2 separate regions of the Zea mays genome follow, and region 1 is linked to region 2. Evidence: chromatin contacts called from public Hi-C data. All regions are on one chromosome and are shown on one strand. The core of a region is the stretch at or near the end of the contact, and the rest is flanking DNA. Distances in the headings are between cores, read along the strand shown. Region 1 holds the start of LOC100382549. Region 2 holds the start of LOC103637971 (pentatricopeptide repeat-containing protein At4g30700).

The links. Hi-C and Micro-C count contacts between places; a contact is called where the count stands out from the background.
Region 1: a contact with region 2 is called in a Hi-C map of leaf, with 5 times the contacts expected there. The contact joins the promoter of LOC100382549 here to the promoter of LOC103637971 in region 2. A contact is called at or near these places in 9 of 25 Hi-C or Micro-C datasets (bundle sheath, ear, endosperm and 3 more) and 2 of 3 datasets of contacts at active chromatin or transcription factors (leaf and seedling).

The regions. Positions count from the first base shown.
Region 1 is chr9:14,270,176-14,274,293 of Zm-B73-REFERENCE-NAM-5.0, reverse strand. It overlaps LOC100382549, which reads right to left and starts at 1,601. Exons shown (of 2, transcript NR_159452.1): 1 at 185-1,601.
Region 2 is chr9:14,088,780-14,092,600 of Zm-B73-REFERENCE-NAM-5.0, reverse strand. LOC103637971 (pentatricopeptide repeat-containing protein At4g30700) reads right to left here and starts at 1,534. Exons shown (of 1, transcript XM_008660966.4): 1 at 1-1,534. The coding sequence starts at 1,473.

The DNA.
Region 1 (4,118 bases), core at 352-2,851, 180 kb before region 2:
CGTAAACCACTGCAATTGTATGCAGCCGTTTGTCACATGTGATACCTAAAGCAATTTTCATGAATGGCTGCGCCAGGAATTACTTCAAATGTTGCCATTGAAAGTGAGCTGCTGTCCCGACAGTGCCCACCGCAACTTGTAGTAATAATGAAATCAGTATACCATGAGAATTTTGATGCCATACCTCCCATAAGGTATTCTTTGAACCTTGGGTCGTGCATCAATCATGCTTGTGTAGCGCTAATGTGAGATGGGTGACTCATTTACATCAATTCATAGTGAATCTTCAAGCAGATCCAGCCAGTCTTCTCAACTAAAACCAGCCATGCATTTGATTTTGGATGACCATCAGTGCCACAATAATACAAGACAATACGTTGAACATTTTTCAATCATCAGAACCCTTATCGAGCGCAGGTTGGCTGTTGTTTTGACGAGGCTGGGAGATCCAGTGCAGCCCATCGAGCAATTCTGAATACATCCTCTGGTCCAATGTCCCTCGCTTCCTCCCTTTCAGCTCCTCCAGCACATCAAATGCCTCCTCCGTGCGTCCAGCCCGGCACATCTCCTCCAGCAGCGTCCTGTAGGTGATCATATCTGGCTTCCTACCACAATCCAGCATATCCAGCAGCACCCGCCTTGATTCGTCAAACCTCCACTCCAATGCCAGCGCCGACACGGCGATCATGTACACGCCTCCGGATGGTACAAACCCCTTCTCCCTCATCTCTGCAAAGTACTCCATCCCCTTGTCCGACCTGCCCTTCTGAAACATGGCCTTCACAATGTAGCCGTACGTGAACTCGTTGGGTTCACAGCCGTACAGCGGCATTTCACGGAACACCTTGAGCGCCTCGTCTACCTCCACGCACCGCGCGTAGGCCTTGATGATGAGGTTGAGCAGGAAGGTGTCCGGAACCACGCCGGAGGCCTTCATCTGGCGGTAGAGGGACCGGACGGCGTGGAGGTAGACCATCGACGCCGGCGGGCGGCGCACGCGGCGGACGACTGCGGTGAGGAGGAGCGTGTAGGTCTCGACGTCCGGGCGGCACCCTGCGGCGGCGGGCATGGCGCGCATCTTGTTGAACATGTCGAAGGCGAGCTGGAACAGGCTGCGGCGCGCGCAGCAGAAGCGGAGGCAGGCGTTGAAGAGCCTGAGGTCGGGCGCGCAGGCCCCCGCGAAGACGTCGTGGACGAGGGCCTCGGCCGCGGCGGGGCGGCGGCCAGACGAGGCCGCGGTGAGCGCGGCGAGGTAGGATTCGGGCGCGTGCCGGAACCCCGGGCGCAGCGCGGCCCATCGGAAGAGCGCGAGCGCGAGGTCCGGGTCCTCCTCGGCGGTGATAGCCGCGGCGAGATCGGACGCGGTAAAGCCCGGGCGCAGCCGCGTCACCCACGCCGCGAACTGCTCGTCCGGGGGAGTGCGGACGGGGGACGGCGCGGGGGTGATGGGGTCGGGGTCGGGGTCTGGGACGGGGTCGGGAGGGAGAGGGTATGTGGAGGAAGTGGTGGCGAGAAAGCGGGTGCGGAGGAGCAGGCGGTGGTGGCGGCGTGCCGCGGCGGCGAGCAGCGCCATATTGGGGTGGGCTTGGTCTGCGCCGCGTTGGGTTCACTGGACTCAACAGGGAGAGAGGCTAGCGAGCCGGCGACGGTAACGCCCACATGGGCCGAGACAAGGGACAGGCCCATCTTTGCTGACAGTTGGGCGAGAACTCGTGACTGGTGCCATCTCACGTGGGCTATACATATACATCTGGGCTATAATTAGACCTTAATTCAAGCACACGACCAACCTGGCACCGTCTATTTAACTAGAGTTCACTAAATATTAAATATTTTCAAGACGTGTCTAGTAAAATTATCGGTATAACTTTATATTATGTATTATTTATCATGCACATGTTTCTTAGCAATTTATTATCATTTTAGATAATCTTTTACTTTTATATATGTTGTGCATTTTTATTTTACAATTGATTGTGTGTTAAATATTATACGGTGTAGAGCTATACCTAAATTTTTCACCGTTCCCCGCCATAATCGATATCAACCCTACGTCATCGGTCAATATAGTTCGCTGGCACCATACACAAGGCCTCAACTTCACTGCAGTGGTTCCCCACAAAATCAAACTATAAGTACATCATTTCCGTGAAAAGCAGGTCGTCGCAGCAGACCGTGCCAAAAGCCTGCTAGTCTGTATCCGTTGGTTCATTCAATGCGCGTAACTTGATGGATTCCGTGAATCTTCAGAGCCGGCCGGGGCGATTGCTCGAGTGTTAGTAACTCCATCCTACATTATAGTATAAAAATCAATTCAACTTTCACGGAGAGTAAAGAAAAATATCAAATTTATATGATAAAAATAATATTTATGGTACCAAATGAGTATCATTAGAATTTTTTTATTAATTATTATTTTATAGTATATCTATTTGATGCCATGTTTTTCTGTAATTTTTTCCTATAATTTTTATCAAACATTTTATGTTTTGACTCTCAGAAATGCTGGAATATTTCATAACTTCAAACGGACGGAGTACTGTTTTATATGACCTATAACGTCCATATTTCAACACCTGCTCCAGCCAAATTGTCTGACTTTAATCCTCTCAGCCGTTCGGAAAAGAATACAGTTAGACCCCGTTGGGTTAAGCTGGAATAAGACTAGGAATTATTCCTAGGTATGTGTGGTCTCATGGTTAGCCCCGAATTTATGGAGCAAAAGGGGTGTGGGTTCGAGTGCTCGTTCTGCACTATTTTTTAGCTTCTTAAAATAACCGAACGGGCCTGTCGGTACCCTAAATCAGGGTACTCTTTACTACAGTATGAAGACACGGTGCCCGTACGGCGATCTCTAGCCGCACGGTGAACAGCACCCGGCCCCACCACGTGAACGGCTCAAGGGGCACCACTTGGTGAGAAAAGATGATACATCCTATGGTGTATCAGTTGGATCGGGCCTCCGCTAGGAAGCACCGGACCCCTGTACGCACGACCCGGACCCCAGATTACGGTCCGGGACTCTCAAGTAAACATGCCGGGTCCCTTGGATGGGGTCCAGATCCCTCCAAGTAAGGTCCGGGCCACAACGAGGTCCCGGGACAGGGGATACCCTGGCGTAAGCAAGGGTCCGTGAAAGGGAAATAGGCTCACACATTTTCTTAAAATGATTTTGGTGGTTGAATTGCCCAACACAAATAATTGGACTAACTAGTTTGCTCTAGATTATAGGTTCTACAGGTGCCAAAGGTTCAACACAAACCAATAAAAAGTCCAAGAATGGGTTTAAATAAAAAAGCAATGAAAACCGAAGGCTGTCCTGGTCTGGCGTACCGGACTGTCCGGTGCACCAGGGTGGATCATCTCAAACTTGCTAGCTACGGGTTTTCTGGGAGCCACTCTGCTATAATTCACCGGACTGTCCGGTGTAGCACCAGACTGTCCGGTGTGCCAGCGGAGCAACGGCTAACTGCATCAATGGTCGTCTGCAAAAGTCTACAGTGAACAGTGAACAGTGCAACTACGCACGCAGAAGTCAGAGCAGGCGCCAGATGGCACACTGGACAATGAACAGGAGTTGTCCGGTGCACCACCGGACTGTCCGGTGGCCCACATGTCAGAAGCTCCAACGGTCGAACCCTAACGGTTGGGTGACGTGGCTGGCGCACCGGACAGTGTCTGGTGGCGCACCGGACTGTCCGGTGCGCCATACGACAGCAGCCTTCCCCAACGGGCATTTTGGTTGTTGGGGCTATAAATACCCCCAACCACCACTCTTCAAGGCATCCAAGCATTCACTACTCCTCATTCAATACAAGAGCAATACACAACACTCCAAGACACAAATCAAAGCCTCCGATCAAATCAAAGTCCCCAATTCAACTCTAGTTCTTAGGACTTGTGAGAAGATCGGCTTGTGTTCTTTTGTTGTTCTTGTTTCTTGGTTGGCCTTCTTCTTCCTCTATTCTTGTTCCTAAGATCATTGTAATCAAAGCAAGAGACACCAAGTTGTGGTGGTCCTTGTAGTGGACTAAGTGTCCCATTTGATTGAGAAGAGAAGCTCACTCGGTCTAAGTGACTGTTTGAGAGAGGGAAAGGGTTGAAAGAGACCCGGTCTT
Region 2 (3,821 bases), core at 285-2,784:
ACCGTATCCAGATATCATCGCATTCCAGGAGACTACATTCTTGTTATCCATTCTGTCAAAGATGCTCCGAGCTTCAGCAATGCTTCCACATTTCGCATACATGTCAATGAGCGCTGTCATGACGTAGACATTGAGCTCAAGTTTCTCCTTGGAGATGATCCTGTGAACCCACTTCCCCAGAGACAAAGCTCCAAGATGTGCACAGGCTGAAAGAGTGCTTGAAATAGTGATGGGGTTCGGCTGCACATTGAGCTCCTGCATTAGCTGGAAAAGTGCAACTGCCATCTCCGTCAAGCCGTTCTGGGCATACCCGGATATCATTGCATTCCATGATTCCATGGTCTTCTCTAGCATTGCATCAAATATGCTCCTTGCAGACTCCATATCGTTTAATCTACAGTACAAAGTGGTCAGTGCTGTTGACACCAGAGCATCTGCATCTAACCTGGCCTTGACAACAAACGCATGTAAGCACCGAGCAAGCAGCTCATGCCCAAATGGACTGTACACCGGTATCACCGCAACCAACGTGCTTGAGTTTGGCCTCCAGCCTGAGGCCGTCAACTCTTTGAACAACTCCACCGATGATTCAACCATGCCATTGACTGAGTAGCCTGAGATCAAAGCATTGTAGGCAACCAAATCTGGATTGTCCATCCTATCAAAGAGAAACTGTGCAGAGTCCATGTCCCCGCACTTTGAATAGAGCGACATGAGCCCAGTCACAACATGCTCATGCTCTGCCAACCCGCACTTCACGCCATATCCATGGACGCACCTCCCCATTGCCATATGTGATGCTTCTGCCGCTGCCCGTAGGCTGGATGCAAGGGTGGTTGAGTCAGGTCGCACTCTCCCAGCATCCACCATCCGCACGAACGCCTCCAGGGCCTCCGATCCAGGCAAACCAGCGAGCAGCGTGTTCCACAAGATAGTGTCGGGCGACGGCACCGTGTCGAACACCTTGCGTGCGTCGTCCCCTCTTGACAGCTTGAAGTAGAGCTTGGCCAGAGCTGACGCTACGAACGTGTCCGCCGCGTACCCCGCGGCCACGGAGAGCCCGTGAAGCGTGCGTGCGGCAGCAGCGTCGTTGCCACGGGAGGAACAGGAAGAGGAGAGCGAGGTGGCGGCGAAGGCGAAGGAGAACGAGTCCGGCGACGGGAAGAGGAGGTGCGGGCGGAGGGACGGGAGGGAGCGTAGCAGCGCATTTCGGAGGAACCGGTCGGGGCAGGGGAAGGCGCGGAAGAGGCGGAGAAGGTGGCTGGGCGGCGCACGGAGGGAGGCGTAGCGGAGCAGCAGCGCGGTGGCCGGGGCCGGGTCGAGCGCGTAGTGGCCGGAGGCGAGCGAGACTGCGAGGAGCTGGTCAAGGTGGCGGGGCGTGGATGATAGGGCGACAAGGCGGAGGTAAGAGCGCCGCAGTCCGCCGCCTGGGTCGCCGGCGGGCGGAGGGAGGACGAGGCGGGAAGGAGACATGTCGCTGGCCGCTACCGGGGCCGTGCGGAATGCGGATGCGATCGTGAGGTTCGAACGGATGTAGCATCGCCGTTCGATCGTATATGGACGGCCGTGATGAACGTCAGAGAACTATTTGGCAAGCCGAACGCGTGCGTTATGGATCGAGTTGGGCTTAAGTTTTAGGCCCTATTCCGTTTCCACGGATTGGAATTCCAATCCGGAATGGTTCCTAGCCGAATTACTTCTCTAATTTATATAAATTTTGATGAGTCGGAATGAATCCCGATTCAATATTGGAGAAACGAACGGGCCCTTAAAGGGTTTCGGGCTTTCGACTACTTTCCGGGCCCGTAGTAAGGTTAACTGTTTTGTATTGTTTGCATAGTAGATTTAAAAATAGGGTGAAATAAGAGATGGATAGAATGAGACAGCCTAAGGCCTTGTTCGTTTGTGTCGGATTGGTGAGTCGGAACGATTCCTAACCGGATTACTTCTCTAATTTATATAAACTTTGATTAGCTGGAACGATTCCGGATGCAATCCAACGCAAACAAACAAAGCCTAAGTGACTAAATGATCCAATGACTCACAAATCACGATTCATTATTAGGTAGGCACTCGTTTGGCCTGATGCGAAAAACAGATGGAAGATCTATGGTGCAGGGTTCTAAGACTACTAATAGGTTAATTGTATATATACCACTCAACTTTTTTTTTTATAAAATTAGATGGTTAGTTTATTTAATGAACTAGTTTCTAACTTTTCAAAACTGGAGTGGCATATTTATGATTAACACATGTCTATATAGAAGAGCAAAATACTATTTTGTATCGTAGACTATATTATTTATAATGTGAAATTTAAAATGGATTATAAGGATAAAAAGTTTGGTAACCTTAGAGCATCTCCAGGAGTCTTTTTAAATTTCATTCTCTAAATTATCATTTGGAGAGTCGTTTGCATAAAAACCACTTTCTATATCTTTTCAATCTCCAGCAGCCTTTTTATATCTTGTTTGCACTCTAGAGAGTCATTCATTTTTTCTATATTTGGCTAGCTAGAAACCCGGAATAGAATATATGTGTAGCTATATTTTGATAGATATTTAGATAAGCTGTTGGATGGTGTTTTTTTACAAAAATCTCTATTTTTATAGATTAGGAAGAATACAGAGAGGCCCTTAGAGTTGCTCTTTGTCGTCGCTTCTAGTTTCTAGTAAAAAGGTTTTAGTTTCAATTTTCTCACTAAACATTTTTCTGGTTGATTAAAATCATCTTGCTGAATTCTTGAAATTAGAACTAAAATCCTAAGTAACTAAAGTTTGAGTGTTCCTTTAGAACATCCAAACAACGAGAATTGGTTTTAAGTGACTATCTCTCAGACATTTTTTCTGTCTATAGTTTCGACAACTATCCTAGTGCTACCAATAATATGAAACTTCTCTTATAAGGTGTCGTTCATATATTTATAACGTAATGGGTAACTAATAACGATAAATCATATTTGTGTAAGTTCAAGTGTAATTAGATACTACACTAGAAATTGATATCAGTCTATTTAAACTTATTACCGCTTGTACTTAAATGTGAATCATTAATGCTGGCATTTATATTACATTTCATGAAACAAACAACATCTAAGTTCTAACGCATGATGAAGTAGTCGGTTGTCCCGGCACACGCATAGGGACATGTGACCCGACACCCAGTGCGAGCATGCACATGATCTTAGAATACCTTTATACTCCCTTCGTCCATAACTCCATATAACTTAGTCATTTTGAGTTTGTTCTAAGTCAAATTATTTTAACTTTGACCAACAATATATATAAGATCAAATTATTTTAAACTAAAAGAACTACATATTATGGTAGTTCAAGTAATGATGAATCTAATAACTTTACTTTTATACATATGAAACATCCGGCATAACCGGTCAAAGTTGATAGTGATTGAGTTAGAACAAACATCAAATGACTAATCATGTGGACTGGACGTAGGGAGTAATTCGTAACTTATGAGTAAATCTGAGCACATTATTTTATGATTTTAATATAAAAATACATCTTTTTAATTAGGCTTGTGCACTTATACAATATCATATAAATCGTCACGTGGCGTCACTCATATATTATGAGTTATGAGCTAAAAATGATATTATTGAGGAAATTGTCTTAGATGTTGCAACATATATGCAGGAGGAAGAGATTACACAAAATTTCAATCCATGGTGATGATGTGGCCCTGTTTTTGCATCCCACTTGTCTTAGATGTTGATGTCTCTACCACCCTTGACATCCTAAATCTTTTTGGGGATGCCTCTGGTCTTCATAACAATGTTCAAAAGTCTAATATTTATCCCATAA